2 separate regions of the Sorghum bicolor genome follow, and region 2 is linked to region 1. Evidence: chromatin contacts called from public HiCAR-type data. All regions are on one chromosome and are shown on one strand. The core of a region is the stretch at or near the end of the contact, and the rest is flanking DNA. Distances in the headings are between cores, read along the strand shown. Region 1 holds the start of LOC110436825 (glyceraldehyde-3-phosphate dehydrogenase 1, cytosolic-like). Region 2 holds the start of LOC8066130 (lysine histidine transporter 2).

Region 1 (7,201 bases), core at 3,431-5,930:
TTAGAAACTATGTCTACATGAGAATTAATACTAGAAGAGATGTGATTGGTAGAAAATAAAGAAAGATTGTATGTGACTGGATAAAAAATTGTTATATAGAAACTACATGTATTTTTTATTATTATTGGAACACTGCTCTTATGCTTTCGTCTTCACAAATATAGTGTTATATCAGCATATTAAATATTTATAAAATTCTATAAAGCTTTCATAACAATTAAGTGGGCAAGAAATTGTATGTAGAAATCATCTCACACAATGGTTGAAACTATGCACGGTTTCCATAACAATTAAGTGGGCAAGAAATTGTATGTAGAAATCATCTCACACAATGGAAGTTTCTTTCCCTAATAAATATTCTTTTTTTATTGTTTTCTCTCTCAGCAAGTGCATCGTCTTCCTCCTAGAGCTGCATGCACATTTGTTTTTTGCAGGAGCCACGGACGACCTTGCCATGGAGGGCCACATACTTGCTCGCGGTGTCATTGTCGTGGACCTGTGAACAACATCGCCATGGAGGACCGCGTGCTCGTGGGCGTCAGAGAGCTCGCCATGGAGGTCCACGTGCTCGCAGGCGTCACCGTCGTGGACCTACGAATGACCTCGCCATGGTCCCATGGAGGGTCGTATGCTCGATCGCGGCCAAGAGCTTGCTCGGACGACCTTGCCATGGAGGGCTGCGTGCCTGCCGCCGTCCGCTTCATCGACATGGAGAGCCTGCACGAGCTAGCAACCTCGCTAGAGAGCAACGTCGAGCGCGGCAAAGCCAGATGCCGGACGGCGAGCCACCCAGGCGAGCGATTTGTAGCGGCCTGAGCGAGTGGCCTAGGCGAGCGATCTACGGTGGCCTGGGCAAGTCGACCTGTGGCAACGACGGCTTGCTTCCTGCTGCACAACTTGCGAATGAAATGCCGTGGAGACGATGGAAACTAGTGGTTTCTCCCCAATGCGTTTTTACTCGTTTCTTCACGCATCGATCTGAGTGAGGACGCGATTTCTTGAGGAAGAAACGATTTCTACGTTTTGTACTCTCTTTCCTTAATAACTCTTTTGCCACATCAGCAAATTGCTGAGCTGTCAGTATAATTAAGAGGGATAGAAACTACCATCAATGATCCATTGGGACTGCCCTTAGGTTAGTCTCAATGCATGTTTTATGAGAGTGTCATACACATTAAATAGGGTGCCACATAAGCAAAATTGCTGACTTGACAAAGTCATTAAATGAAGGAGTTTCATCAGATGAGAGAGAAGTTTCATCCCTATAAAACTTATGTGACTCGATTACCTAGTTTATAGTCTTGATAACTGTGTCATAAAACTATGCATTGAGACTGACCTACACTACTTCGCTACAGGAGAGTCTGAGAAGCCGATTGAGCATTATTCATGCATTCTGTAATTGTTGCATTCTGTAATTATTGGTGATCCACCACGCGAGAGCCCGAGAAGCCGATTGGTCAAAGTTTTCTATTTTCAATGCGAACCTCTTACTTTAAATGAAACAACCATCGTTGGAAGAGCATTCTTACCTGTGCCGCCTTAACTAAAAATTAAGGCTCGTGAAAAAAAAAAAAACACACGTCCATGACGCTGGTTGACAGACACAGACGTACAGCAACGTGGAAAACAAAGTCGAAGCTTCCATATTTCATCCAACAAAAAAAAAGATAGATAGAAAGTCGAAGCTGCTTTAAGAAAGGTGTAGGATTCCTGATTTGCTGTGATCTCGTCGTTCGGTCCTGCGATGCGAGTCTTGTTTAGTTAAAAAATATACAAATTTTTTAATTCTCCGTCACATCGAATCTTATGGTATATATATGGAACACTAAATATAGATAAAAAATAACTAATTATACAATTTATTTATAATTTACGAGACAAATCTTTTAAATCTAGATAGTTCGTAATTAGATAATATTTGTTAAATATAAATAAAAGTGCTATAATATTATTTTTTAAAAGAGATGGAACTAAAAGGCGTAGAACAAGGCGAGCAGTAACGAGACAGGATCGAGAACCACTCGGGTGTTTTGTTGGGATAATTAGTGTTCAGCCATAAATTAATTAGATTTAAAAGATTCGTCTAACAAATTACTCTCTAGTTTTTAGTGTTGTTTTAGTATTTTATGTATCTATTCAAATATTTGATGTAACGGACGATAAACTTGAACTCGTGAAACCAAATAGGACCTAATACGCTTCGTGGTGGTTGATTTGGCAGGCACAGGGATTTAATTTCCAGATGCCCGTGCATGCACAAGTTTGACAAACTGGGCCTTGTTTAGTTCCAAAAACTGAAAAGTTTTCAGAACTGTAGCACTTTCGTTTTTATTTGACAAACATTATTCAATTATGGAGTAATTAGGTTTAAAAGATTCATCTCGTGATTTACAGGTAAACTATGTAATTAATTTTCATCTATATTTAATACTCCATACATATGGCGTAAGATTCGATGTGATGGGGAATCTTGAAAAGATTTTGGTTTTTGGAGTGACCTAAACAAGGCCCTGGTATACAGGAGAGACAAAAAAAAAAAACAAGACCAGAGTGCACACCGAGCCGAGGTGGCGGCGGGCTGGCTCGACGAGGAAGACCATGAATTGAAAGCATGAACGCAGGTATGTTCGTTTAGCTAATAAATTATAATTAAAAATATGTTAATTTATTATTAGAAAAATATACATATAGATGCTGAAAAACCATCGGCGCTGGCAGTGGCACGATTTGCCTGGAAATCCGCGGTCGGGCGTCCCCTGAATCTGACGAACCACGACGACGGCGCGGACGTTTTAGGAAGGGGGGCTGGTGGTCGCCGGTCGTGGGCTCTCGGCCGGGCCGTGCGCGACGACGGCAGCCGGCAGCCGGCTGCTGCGTGGTGGTCGGTCTTGCCAGTCGGGGGCGGGCATATTCGCCGAGAATGTGTGGAGCATAGCATATTCCATTCCCCATGGGGCAGCTAGGCCTTGTTTAGTTCTGAAAAGATTTCGGATTTCAGTACTGTAGCATTTTCGTTTGTTTGTGACAAATATTATCTAATTATGGACTAACTAGGATCAAAAGATTCGTCTCGCGATTTCCAGCTAAACTGTGTAATTAGTTTTTGCTTTCGTCTATATTTAATGCTTCATGCATGTGCCGCAAGATTCGATGTGACAGGGAATCTTGAAAACTTTTTGCTTTTTGGGTGAACTAAACAAGGCCCTAGTCTCGGGGTCATCGGGATCTGCATCTGCCATCTGCATGTCGCACATGCCCACGCTCCTCCCCGCCGCGGCCACTGTTGGGGTTTCAGCGGTACCGTAGCACTTTCGTTTGTTTGTAATAAATATTATTCAATCATAAACTAACTAGAGTCAAAAGATTCGTCTCGTGATTTATAGCTAAACTGTGTAATTAGTTTTTGTTTTCGTCTATATTTAATGTTTCATATATGTGTCATAAGATTCGATATGACAAGGCCTGAACCTGAACAAGAAGAAGAAGATGCCCTTGGGCCTTGGCAGGCAACTATGGGCAAGGGAAGAACACGTGTCCTCTCGCTCTCTCTACCACGTGGATGGATGGATACATATGATACGATCGTTGGCTGATTGGCTCGTCCACACAAACACGAGTGACGACGGGGCCACGCTGAGTAAGCCAGCAATGCCAATGCAACCTCGAGTGTGCCAATTCATCCACCACGTCGATTCGGTGCCATGACACAGGGACCTCAGCTCGCCGTCACCTGGCCAACACTCGCCGTGCGCCGCTGGAACACCCTGCCCCAGCCACTTTCGGCCCGTCCGCGCGCGCGCATCCATGTGCCGAGCCACAATTTTTCAACATAAAAAGAGAGACCAATATCAATTCTAACCACACATGATGAAATATAAGTGCACGAGTACGATGTTAGCTTGGCAAGGGTGTAGATAATAGCATAATCAACATTATTTGTTTTTTCGACACAAGAGAAAATTGAAAGTCTAAAAGAACAGTGACAATTATAGTGAAACGGAGAAAAGGTTATTCATCTGTAAGTCTTTAATCTCTGTCCTAGTAATTTAATTTATAGACAAAAAAGAAATCATTGTATATTGATTGATAGGGATAAAGAGTAGATGCCGGAAGACAAGAAGATAAAAATGATAATCTTAAAGCATATTTATAACGGGTGCTTTGAAGAAGAGACATTTTTCACTCTTGAAAACTCATATTATTTGTATAGATAGGATATGTAAATATAGATGTAGATATAATATATATAAATATTAGATATGATATGATATGAGATATATTATGGCATTATACCGCTGCAAGAATAAGCCGCGATAAGGCTATAGTTTTATAGATATAGATATGGGATACAATTTTATTTTTTAGTTGTATTTTTCTTTATTTTTATTATTATCCTTTGTTTGCAAAGAAAGAAATGGAGAAGGAAATATGACTTTCTTCTTCTTCTTGCGCCACAATCCACGCGCGGAACAACGGAACGCACCTACCCCCGAGACGAACTTCTCCCTCCATGACACGTGGGCCGCGGTACTGTCCGGGCCTACACGTCATCCGGACACCTGTCCCGGCCTACGCCTTCTGGAGAAAGGCGCATTGGACAGGTCATCGCCGCACCTCATTCCACAATTATTTGCTCCCATTGTTTATTTTGTCCTCCCTGTAGTCGCATTTCGCTTTCTCCTTTAATAATTAATTCATTAATTAATTAACAAAAGATTTTTTTTTTCTCTCCTCATTGCCTTCTCTGGGCTTTATAAAAGGGCAACCGCTAAACCCCCCATCTCATCCCATATCAGCTTCTAGACGCTTCACTTATCTCGAGCATCTCCCGTCCCCGTCCTCGCTCCTGACTCGCCATGGGTAAATTCTTCGCTCCCGCCTGGGATTTGTCCGTTTGATTGCTGATCCTTCTTGCTTCGTACTCAGATCTGACCAATTGGTTTTTCTGGCTGGATCTCTGGATGCAGGCAAGATTAAGATCGGAATCAACGGTGAGTTTGTACCCCCCCTAAGCTATGCTATTGCTATTTCTCCTGCTCGAGCTCGTTTGGTCTTGTTTGGTTGTGGTTTGGGCTGATCTGAGAGCGCTCTCTCTGCATCTGCGTTTGCTCAGGTTTCGGAAGGATCGGCAGGCTCGTGGCCAGGGTCGCCCTCCAGAGCGAGGATGTCGAGCTCGTCGCCGTCAACGACCCCTTCATCACCACGGATTACATGGTAATGCTTCTCGATCTGTTGCTTTTGTTCCGTACACCTGGAAGTTTTATGTTATTTTAGGGTGGGTCAGCATGCATGCTCGATTTGGTTAATCATAGCTTCCAGAGTTGTTTTACTTAGGCCTTGTTTAGTTCAAAATTTTTTTTTGGAAATCGACACTGTAGCATTTTCGTTTGTATTTGATAAATATTGCCCGATCATGGACTACCTAGGCTTAAAAGATTCGTCTCGTCAATTCCGACCAAACTGTGCAATTAGTTTTTATTTTCGTCTATATTTAATACTCTATGCTTGTGGCTAAAGATTCGATGTGACGGGGAATCTGAAAAATTTTGCAAAATTTGTTGGGAACTAAACAAGGCCTTAAGTTATTTACTGGCTTTATCAGTATCTGTTGGTATGAACAGCTTGAGGTGTCAGATTTGGTGCTTACTTCAGTTTCTGAATCCTGAAATCTGTGTGCTGTGCTCATGGTTTATGTGCTCCCCTCTCATCTTGCGTAGACCTACATGTTCAAGTATGACACCGTGCACGGCCACTGGAAGCACAGTGAAATCACCCTCAAGGACTCCAAGACCCTTCTCTTCGGTGAGAAGCCAGTCACCGTCTTTGGCATCAGGTACTCCCCTCGCCTGCTTCTTTCAGACATGGATTGAGTTTATGTGCTCAAGTTGTTAGCTGATGCTTGAACTGCTGCAATTCTACAGGAACCCTGAGGAGATCCCGTGGGGTGAGGCTGGTGCTGACTATGTCGTGGAGTCCACTGGTGTCTTCACTGACAAGGACAAGGCTGCTGCACATCTGAAGGTATAATTTCTGCTTCACGAGCCTTTACTTGTTTCAGAATGTATATGCTGTTTCACTTGTTTGGGTATCATGTTCTCCCAGATCGCAAATATGGATTGTACATGTGTGGTGCATAAATTTAGAGATCCCACCAAGTAGTTGGGCTTAATGTATACAAGTTTGCACTAGTAGATTCTTATTAGTACTGCTGCATGGAAGCTCAAGAGCTGCAATCAGGCAGTGCTGTTTTTAGTATAGCTGGTTACTTCCAGTTGAGTTGGTTGATTGCTTCTGACATGCTGTGATAACCTGAGGTTTTGGAATGTACTTCAGTTTCATTGCTATAAAAGTACTGTTAGTCTGTTACTGGACTTAGATTGAAATTATTAGACTCGTAGTGCAGTGTCATGACTAGGATAACCCTTGTACCCTCTTTACTCTTATCACTTTACTCTTGCTGTGTCAAACTACTGAGCTTGTATTTTCCTCTGTTAAATTGGATGTTTCTAATAGCTTTACTTTCCTTTTGAACAACAGGGTGGTGCCAAGAAGGTTGTTATCTCTGCCCCAAGCAAAGATGCACCCATGTTTGTTGTTGGTGTCAATGAGGACAAGTACACCTCGGACATTAACATTGTTTCCAATGCTAGCTGCACCACGAACTGCCTTGCTCCCCTTGCTAAGGTGTGTTGTCCTTCTCTTAAGCTTTTTTAGTTGTTTCTGCTGTTCCAATGTAGAATCATTTATTAATGATGTCTAATGTCATAAACCAGGTCATTCATGACAACTTTGGTATTATTGAGGGCTTGATGACAACTGTTCATGCCATCACTGGTGAGCTCTCTTTGGCTGTTGAGCAATCTTCATACTCCCTAGTCCTAGGATTGGTACTTGTGGTTGGCTGTAAAATGACAACATGATGCTTATCTTTCAGCCACCCAGAAGACTGTTGATGGACCCTCAGCCAAGGACTGGAGAGGTGGCAGGGCCGCCAGCTTCAACATCATTCCCAGCAGCACTGGTGCTGCCAAGGTATAGGATAAAACTCACAATGTTGTATGCAGTGAAATCTGTATCGGTTGTTTGCACAAACTAGTAATCAGTTATTTGTGCTCTATTTTGTGTTCGCTTAGCTTTGTGAATAACACAGTGCAGTCCCATCTACGCAATCATTCAGTGTAAATTCATCTTTGATGTT
Region 2 (7,499 bases), core at 4,598-7,097, 40 kb after region 1:
ATTAACTCCCTTGCTGTTACGTGTTGCCTGCCGCATCCTTTTACAGCGACTTAATTACCATTTCCACACTGCTTTTGATCCCGAGAAGAAAATCAAATTGACACTTTGACACGGGTTCATCTCACTTAAATATTCAAAAATCAAAAATCAAAGATGCACTTGAATCCTACTACTCATATATCTGACGCTTGTTCTGTTCTGCCCAAGAGTAATGTAAATGCACGTCAAATTTTACTGAGATCCACTGCTATTTATTATCACTGAAACATCAAAATTCAGTATTCCCTTCATGCTTTGCTTGTGATCAGTCAAAAGCTTGTCTAGCATGGCCATGCCATTACCAGTTAACAAAAAACAAACTGGCATTGTCAAAAACTTATTACAGGATGAGAGGAGTGCTGGGGATAAGGCGATCGATGACTGGCTCCCGATCACCTCGTCCAGGAATGCCAAGTGGTGGTACTCTGCCTTCCACAACGTCACCGCCATGGTCGGCGCCGGCGTGCTCAGCCTTCCCTACGCCATGTCCAAGCTCGGCTGGTACATGTCACTGCCATCTTCCTGTGCCCCGGCAACCTCCATTGTAATCGTGCACTGCATATATGTATGCCATGCACATTCTTCACAAAGACGGATATACATATTATTTTCTGTGATTTTTCCTGTTTCCACAATCTGCAGGGGACCTGGCATTGTGGTGTTGATACTGTCGTGGATCATCACATTGTACACGATGTGGCAGATGGTTGAGATGCACGAGATGGTCCCCGGGAAGCGGTTCGATCGGTACCATGAGCTCGGGCAGCACGCGTTTGGGCAGAAGCTGGGCCTGTGGATCGTCGTGCCGCAGCAGCTCATCGTCGAGGTGGGCGGGGACATCGTGTTCATGGTCACCGGAGGCAAGTCACTGAAGAAGTTCCACGACGTGATCTGCGACGGCAAGTGCAAGGACATCAAGCTCACCTACTTCATCATGATCTTCGCCTCCTGCCACTTCGTCCTCTCCCAGCTCCCCAACTTCAACTCCATCTCCGGCGTCTCCCTCGCAGCTGCTGTCATGTCACTCAGGTAATAACATTTCAGTTACACTACATTACACCCACTTCAACAATTTACTGTAGCAGATCCGGCAAATTTCATTTTCTGAAGACAGACAGTATGCATATAGCTGCAGTAATTGTCACTGACATGCATGAGTTCTCATGACAGTTACTCAACAATAGCTTGGGGAGTGTCGCTGCATAAGGGGAAGTTGCCGGACGTGGACTACCACGTTCTGGCGGCGACGACATCAGAGAAGGCGTTCAACTACTTTGGGGCATTGGGGGATGTGGCGTTTGCATACGCGGGGCACAATGTGGTGCTTGAGATCCAGGCCACCATCCCATCGACGCCGGAGAATCCATCCAAGAAGCCCATGTGGAAGGGTGTCGTCGTCGCCTACATCATGGTTGCCGTCTGCTACTTCCCTGTCTCATTCTTTGGATACTGGGCCTTTGGCAACCAAGTTGATGATAACATCCTCATCACACTCAACAAACCCAAGTGGCTCATCGCCCTCGCCAACATGATGGTCGTTATCCATGTCATTGGCAGCTACCAGGTAGGATCAGGGACATCCATATGGGCTTCAAAATATCCTCTGCTGCTTGTTGTTAGTGGACAAGCTTTCAGTTCCAAATGTCACTAATATATGCTCTTCCATGTAACACTAGTATTGGAGCTAAACTTTGTACCATCTCTTATCCAAATGTTTTTTTTGGTTGCAGATTTTCGCCATGCCGGTGTTTGACATGATAGAGACGGTCCTGGTGAAGAAACTGCATTTCCCTCCCGGCCTTGCACTCCGTTTGATTGCCCGGAGCACCTATGTTGGTAATGTTGCTTTCTGAAGTTTCAACAGAACTTCTCAGTCTAAATAACTACTGTAAAGCTCTGCTAAGCAAATGGATATGTCGCACTGATCAAACTGGGCGTGTCAACTTCTGCAGCGTTAACAACGTTTGTAGCCATCACTATCCCCTTCTTCGGTGGATTGCTCGGTTTCTTCGGTGGATTCGCCTTTGCACCGACAACTTATTTTGTAAGCTCGCATTGATCCATGGTTTCCTTGTCGTTTTCAGAATGTCACAGAACGTGCAACTGCTTGTATATTTCAGATATAAATACGGAACCATGTATAATCCTAGTACAACCCATCAAGTCATAGGAATATACGTAGCAATTTTTTTTTTTTTAGAAAGGACGGCAAAAGCTTTGCCGCGGATTTTATTAGACGATAAAAAGAAAAACAAAAACCTGTACAGAGAAAAAACAGCCTGAAGAATTATCAGGCGAAAAAAAAAACTCCCCCCCCCCCCCCAACTACAAAGTAACCAGCAGTACACACTCGCTGCTAGGACTCGTAATCCTATTTAGACCTCCGGTGAATCTAATTGAGTCCTCTGGTCTTGTGATACCATCGCTAAGCCATATTGTGTGATATCATCCTTACATAAGGAAGCCACTTGTATTGGTTGCAGACTGTGCTGTTGGAAGATCCTTCTATTGCATTCTTTCCATATGTTCCACCAAAAGTAGACAATTTGAGATCTGACAGAACTTCTCTTGTTTCTGCCAGCTTCCCTGCATCATGTGGCTTGCAATCTACAAGCCCAAAAGGTTCAGCCTCTCATGGTTCACCAACTGGGTAAGAGATTATGAACTGAACACAAATCCCTTCCTTTCTTTCTGCAACAGGATTTCCCTGGTTGGGAATTACTTAATCATCCATTTCTCCATGTGTTTCTGCAGGTCTGCATTCTTCTTGGAGTGGTCCTGATGATCCTGGCACCGATCGGAGCACTCCGGCAGATCATCTTGTCTGCCAAGACATACCGATTCTACTCCTAAACTTCCATGTTCCAAATTGTGAACATGCAAGGGCTCAATCACATAGCCTTCTGCAAGTCCTTTGGTGTCCCAAATAGAAGAGGAGGCTCCAAGAACCAAAACTTGTTCCAAATGATGATACTTGTCAGAGGCATGTTGTGAGTCTTCAGTTACAGATGAAGTCCTGTGGCGGGTTCATCATAACCCATGTATTTTTTTTTGGCAATGTTCTACGGTAGTTATGTACTTATGTGCGCATAAGGAAGAATGAACGTTGGTGGATTCTATTGCTTATACAAAGCTAGAATCTGCTTGGCCGTTGGTGTGCGTTCTGTCACTAGTAAAAAAAATAAATTGTTTGAGCTGCTATTAGAGCATCTCCAGTAGCCCCCCATTCTCTATGGACTGAGGAGAAAGGAGGCTTGGCAGGAAGAGGATTGTAGCATAAGAAGCACAGAGGTCAATCCATTTCAAAATATGGAACATGGGTTATGACAATGCAACAGAGTTGGGTCCTCATAACTTGCTGCAGACCACCTAGCGCGCTTGATGCGCGTCGTTTGTATGACAAATAGTTTTCCTTCTTAAATGCAATGATACGCAAATCTTTTGCGTTTCGAGAAAAAAAATCCTTCAACTCTTCAAAGTTGAGGAGGAAATCTTGCCCCCAATACATGAGATTTGGCGGGAGGTCCAACTGCCATCGTTGAGAAAGATGGCCACCTACTGCCGTGATGATAGGCGTCAGAGCCACCAAGGAAAGCCGATGCGTGACATGGGTCAGATCCAGCCCAAGATCGCTGTTGATCGATTGGTCAGGCCCCTTTGTATTCGTATTGGGCAAGCCGAAATATGTTAAGCTTTACAGTTAAAATCGGTTCAAGGGGGTGTTTAGTTCCCCATAGAATCCAAAATGCAAAATGTCAACTACTTTGGAGTGATGAAATGCAAAATATCAAAATTTTCAGAGTCATGTTTAGTTCCATCCAAAATACAGAATCTATTGTCCTCATGAAGCCTCTTAAAGCTCATTTTGGGTTTTTTTTTACCTCTTGAGGCCAAAATCCAAAATGGAGAATAACTACATTTTTGCTAAAAATTTTGCATGATGTTTAGTTCTATTTTGCAAAATGATGAACCAAAATCCAAAATATTTGAAAAAAAATGGGAACTAAACACCCCCAAATTGATACAATACTATCAAAAATTGGATTCCCTTTTCCAAAATCGAATCACCCTGTTTTCTCGAAGAAGAATCTTATGAAGGATATAACTTTCTCATCTAGACTCCAAATTTATTAAGCATTCCACCTACATATTCATGTCAATCGTTTTGACGAGGACGAAATTCATTCTAACCATGTAGGTCTTCTTCATTCAAAGCCGAATGATTCGATTTCCTACCAATTTGGATCACGAACAACCGTCATATTTGACCGGTCACTGCTGACGTGTGCACTAAGGTTCGTCACTATTTAGCTATATGTTCTTACATAGTGATTAGTACATCTTGTTTGCGTGTGTTCGGTCTCAGTATCAATTTATCGTCACGTTTTGTCAGCAACTTGGTTGGCCAGTTTCACGGGTGGTCGAATTCTTTTTTGGAAGCACGGTAGCAATTCCCGGTGAAGAAAAGTCCGAAGCATATATACAGCTGTATATATTGATATAAGAAACTTATAGTGTTCACAGAAATGTAACAAAAAAAAGTCAATGAAAAATCGAATGCAATCATCATACCAGATGGAACCTGGACTTGAAACCTCGAGATTTTTCAAGATCCGTGTGCCCGACGCAAAAATACGGGGTTGAAGAGAAACACACGCTAATAATACGCTATATATTTATCAGTTGGCTATATATATATACATACTCCCTCCATACTCGATTTTGTTGACGTTTTAGACAGAAATGCGCTAACCAAGGAATGATTAAGCAGGGGTTAGTTTTCCTATTTCGCCCCTATTAAATAGCGTTGCGATTGCTTCTTTGACAGTAATCTGCCATAGCTCGAGTGGCGTGAGCTCCGCAGACCGAGGCCGGAGGTCGTTGGTTCGAGTCTTGGGGCCACCCTTTTTCTTTTGCATGGCTTGCGGTAAGGCGATTCGCCCCGCTGTGGCGCGCATGCGCCACGAGTCTCTCTATGCAAGAGCAGAGAACGGGTCACTTTTTTATTGTTTGCACCAGAGCCGAGGAGACGGCACCTAGCCACTAATGAGCAGGCGGCTGAAGCCATTCCTCATTTCAGTCTGGGAGCCGAGCGGACGGCAGCAAGGGTATACTCGTCCGTACACGCAGCTGCAAACCCACCACGACAAGTTTCGCGATTTCTTCACGAGTACTCAGAACGTCAACTATTTTGAGTATGGAGGGAGTACATATCGTGGTCGGCCGTGTAAGCCCAAGTCGCAGAGAACGGCAAGACCAGGACACTTAAGTCGACGATCCATGTGTACCAACCAATGTTTTAAATAGCGAGCTAATTAAAGTGTTTAGCGGTATATCTCTAAAATAACTAATAGCAGAGTTGAATTAGACTATAGCGGGATATAGCACGTGAACATAAATAGCAATATCTTGCCTCAAAAGACTATAACAAATTATAGCGGCAGCTATAGTGGAAGATTAAAAACTATGGTAGCAACCTAGGCAGCAGGGCAGAGACTTGTCTACAATACAATTTCCGTCGACACGTTTCGTCCAGCCGGAAACCTGCAAACAGTAAAACGAAGTCGGTCGCTTTCAGCATCAGCGACACTTCAACTGTTCCACAGGATTTGTGGTGGTGTAAGTTTTTCAACGAGGAAACTTTGATCGTCACACGGCGCACGGCCGCACACTCCTTGACTTTGATTAATCAATTTGCATCGTTCTCTCTACTAGAGTCTAGATCGATGACACATGCACGCATACATATATATTATTGTATTAGCGCGTATTTTTGTGTTGAAGCTGGAGAATTAGACGACGATCGATCGACGCATGGAAGTCCATCACGTTATCAGAGAGTGCAACGTGAGGGTTTGACCAGTCGAGAGTGCACACACACTGACAGTGACAAATCAAAAGCGAGGAAGCGAATTTCTTCTCCTGCATGCTTTCAGACGATGGACAGATCAGATAGATCATCGGATGGCCTGGTTCGATGAGACACAACTCCAGCTACCTGCTGGAAGAAAAAAAAAGCCATGGGTTGTGTTAAGTTGTAGTAGCTTCGCTTCAATTCCTGTCCTGTCTTCCCATATATAGTCCTCCCTGTTGTTCCTCCCTCTCCAAACTCCATTGCTCTCTCTGATCTTTTGGCATTGGCAGCATCCATTATCCAATCGTGCGTGTGCGTTAGGTGATGGCGGCAGTCCAGCCGTCCATGGAGACGACGCAGCAAGGGCCGCCGCCGGCGGCCAACTATTCTCCGGCCAGGGTACGCCGTCCCCGTCGCCGATTCACCATGCATGAACCTAGCTAGCTCTAGCTCTAGCTCTAGCTCTCTGCTGTGAAGACGACTCGAGCTTTGCTTGTGTGTGTGTGTGACCTGTATATGTAGTGCGATGAATTAATCAGATCGACTCCGTATGCAGGATGGCGGCAGGAGCGCCGAGGAGAAGGCGGCGGAGATCGACAACTGGCTCCCCATCAACGCGTCGAGGAACGCCAAGTGGTGGTACTCTGCGTTCCATAACGTCACCGCCATGGTCGGCGCCGGCGTGCTCGGCCTTCCCTACGCCATGTCCGAGCTCGGCTGGTATGCATATGTATATTTGTCAATTACAGTATCTATCTAGCTAGCTAGTATATTTCCCCACTCAATTTTTATTTTTGCAATTTTCGCTCATCAGTGATTCAAGCAATTAGAAGTTTGACTGAGTTTATATGAAATAATAATAGCATTATGATATACAAAATAAGTATCATTAATTTAATTGTAAACTTAGTTGGGAACATAAATATTAATACTGTTTAATATAAACTTAAGTTAAGCTAGTTTGATTTTATTCTTGACAGACAAAGTACGGTGTTGCATAATTAATGTTTGTCATGGCTCCTATCGAAATATATGACTTTTGGTTCCACACTGGGATCCCCTATGTGTTGACTAGTCAAAAGATTCTAGATTTTATTAAGAAATTCGACTGAAATTTTATATTCGAGAGGTAAAAGGAGGAAACTATGGCTCATTTGGCGTGGTTCCCTCAAAATTTTTTACTTTATGAATAGCTCTATCGAAATAGAGCTTGAGCCATTTTAGAAAACCGTTTGGCAATATAGCTCCATATATTTCTGGCCTCACCGAAATGACGGACAAAATTCGCCCACTAGAACAAAGTGAAGCTGAGTGAATCCACTATTTTTGATTCCATACCATCACAAACCTTTGTGAGAGCATGATTTAAGAGGCTTCCTGAGTAAACTTGTTTTATTTTATCCTGTTTGGTATAAAAATAGCTCGTGAAATCGGTAGAGAAGCTGTTCTAAACGGACCGATTAGGATTAATTTCCCCTTCTATGCACAAGAGAAAGGGACGATTTGTGGACATTTGGGCTTTGGCTGGTTAGATTGAAATTCCAAATTGGGCTGAGTTTTTTTTTTTTTTTTTGCTATGCATGAAGTCATTTTTGGCCTCACCGAA

What was found. HiCAR-type assays count read pairs that join an accessible place to other places.
Region 2: a contact with region 1 is called in a HiCAR-type map of leaf, with 2.2 times the contacts expected there. The contact joins the promoter of LOC8066130 here to the promoter of LOC110436825 in region 1. A contact is called at or near these places in 1 of 4 Hi-C or Micro-C datasets (leaf) and 1 of 1 datasets of contacts at active chromatin or transcription factors (leaf).

What each region holds. Positions count from the first base shown.
Region 1 is chr7:2,307,286-2,314,486 of Sorghum_bicolor_NCBIv3, forward strand. LOC110436825 (glyceraldehyde-3-phosphate dehydrogenase 1, cytosolic-like) reads left to right here and starts at 4,681. Exons shown (of 11, transcript XM_021464381.1): 1 at 4,681-4,863; 2 at 4,971-4,994; 3 at 5,117-5,217; 4 at 5,721-5,836; 5 at 5,925-6,024; 6 at 6,541-6,687; 7 at 6,777-6,837; 8 at 6,938-7,035. The coding sequence starts at 4,860.
Region 2 is chr7:2,345,844-2,353,342 of Sorghum_bicolor_NCBIv3, forward strand. LOC8066130 (lysine histidine transporter 2) reads left to right here and starts at 5,848. Exons shown (of 7, transcript XM_002443752.2): 1 at 5,848-6,292; 2 at 6,450-6,613. The coding sequence starts at 6,218. LOC8066129 (lysine histidine transporter 2) reads left to right here. Exons shown (of 8, transcript XM_002443751.2): 2 at 386-540; 3 at 682-1,068; 4 at 1,210-1,603; 5 at 1,770-1,875; 6 at 1,992-2,083; 7 at 2,621-2,689; 8 at 2,794-3,354. The coding sequence ends at 2,892.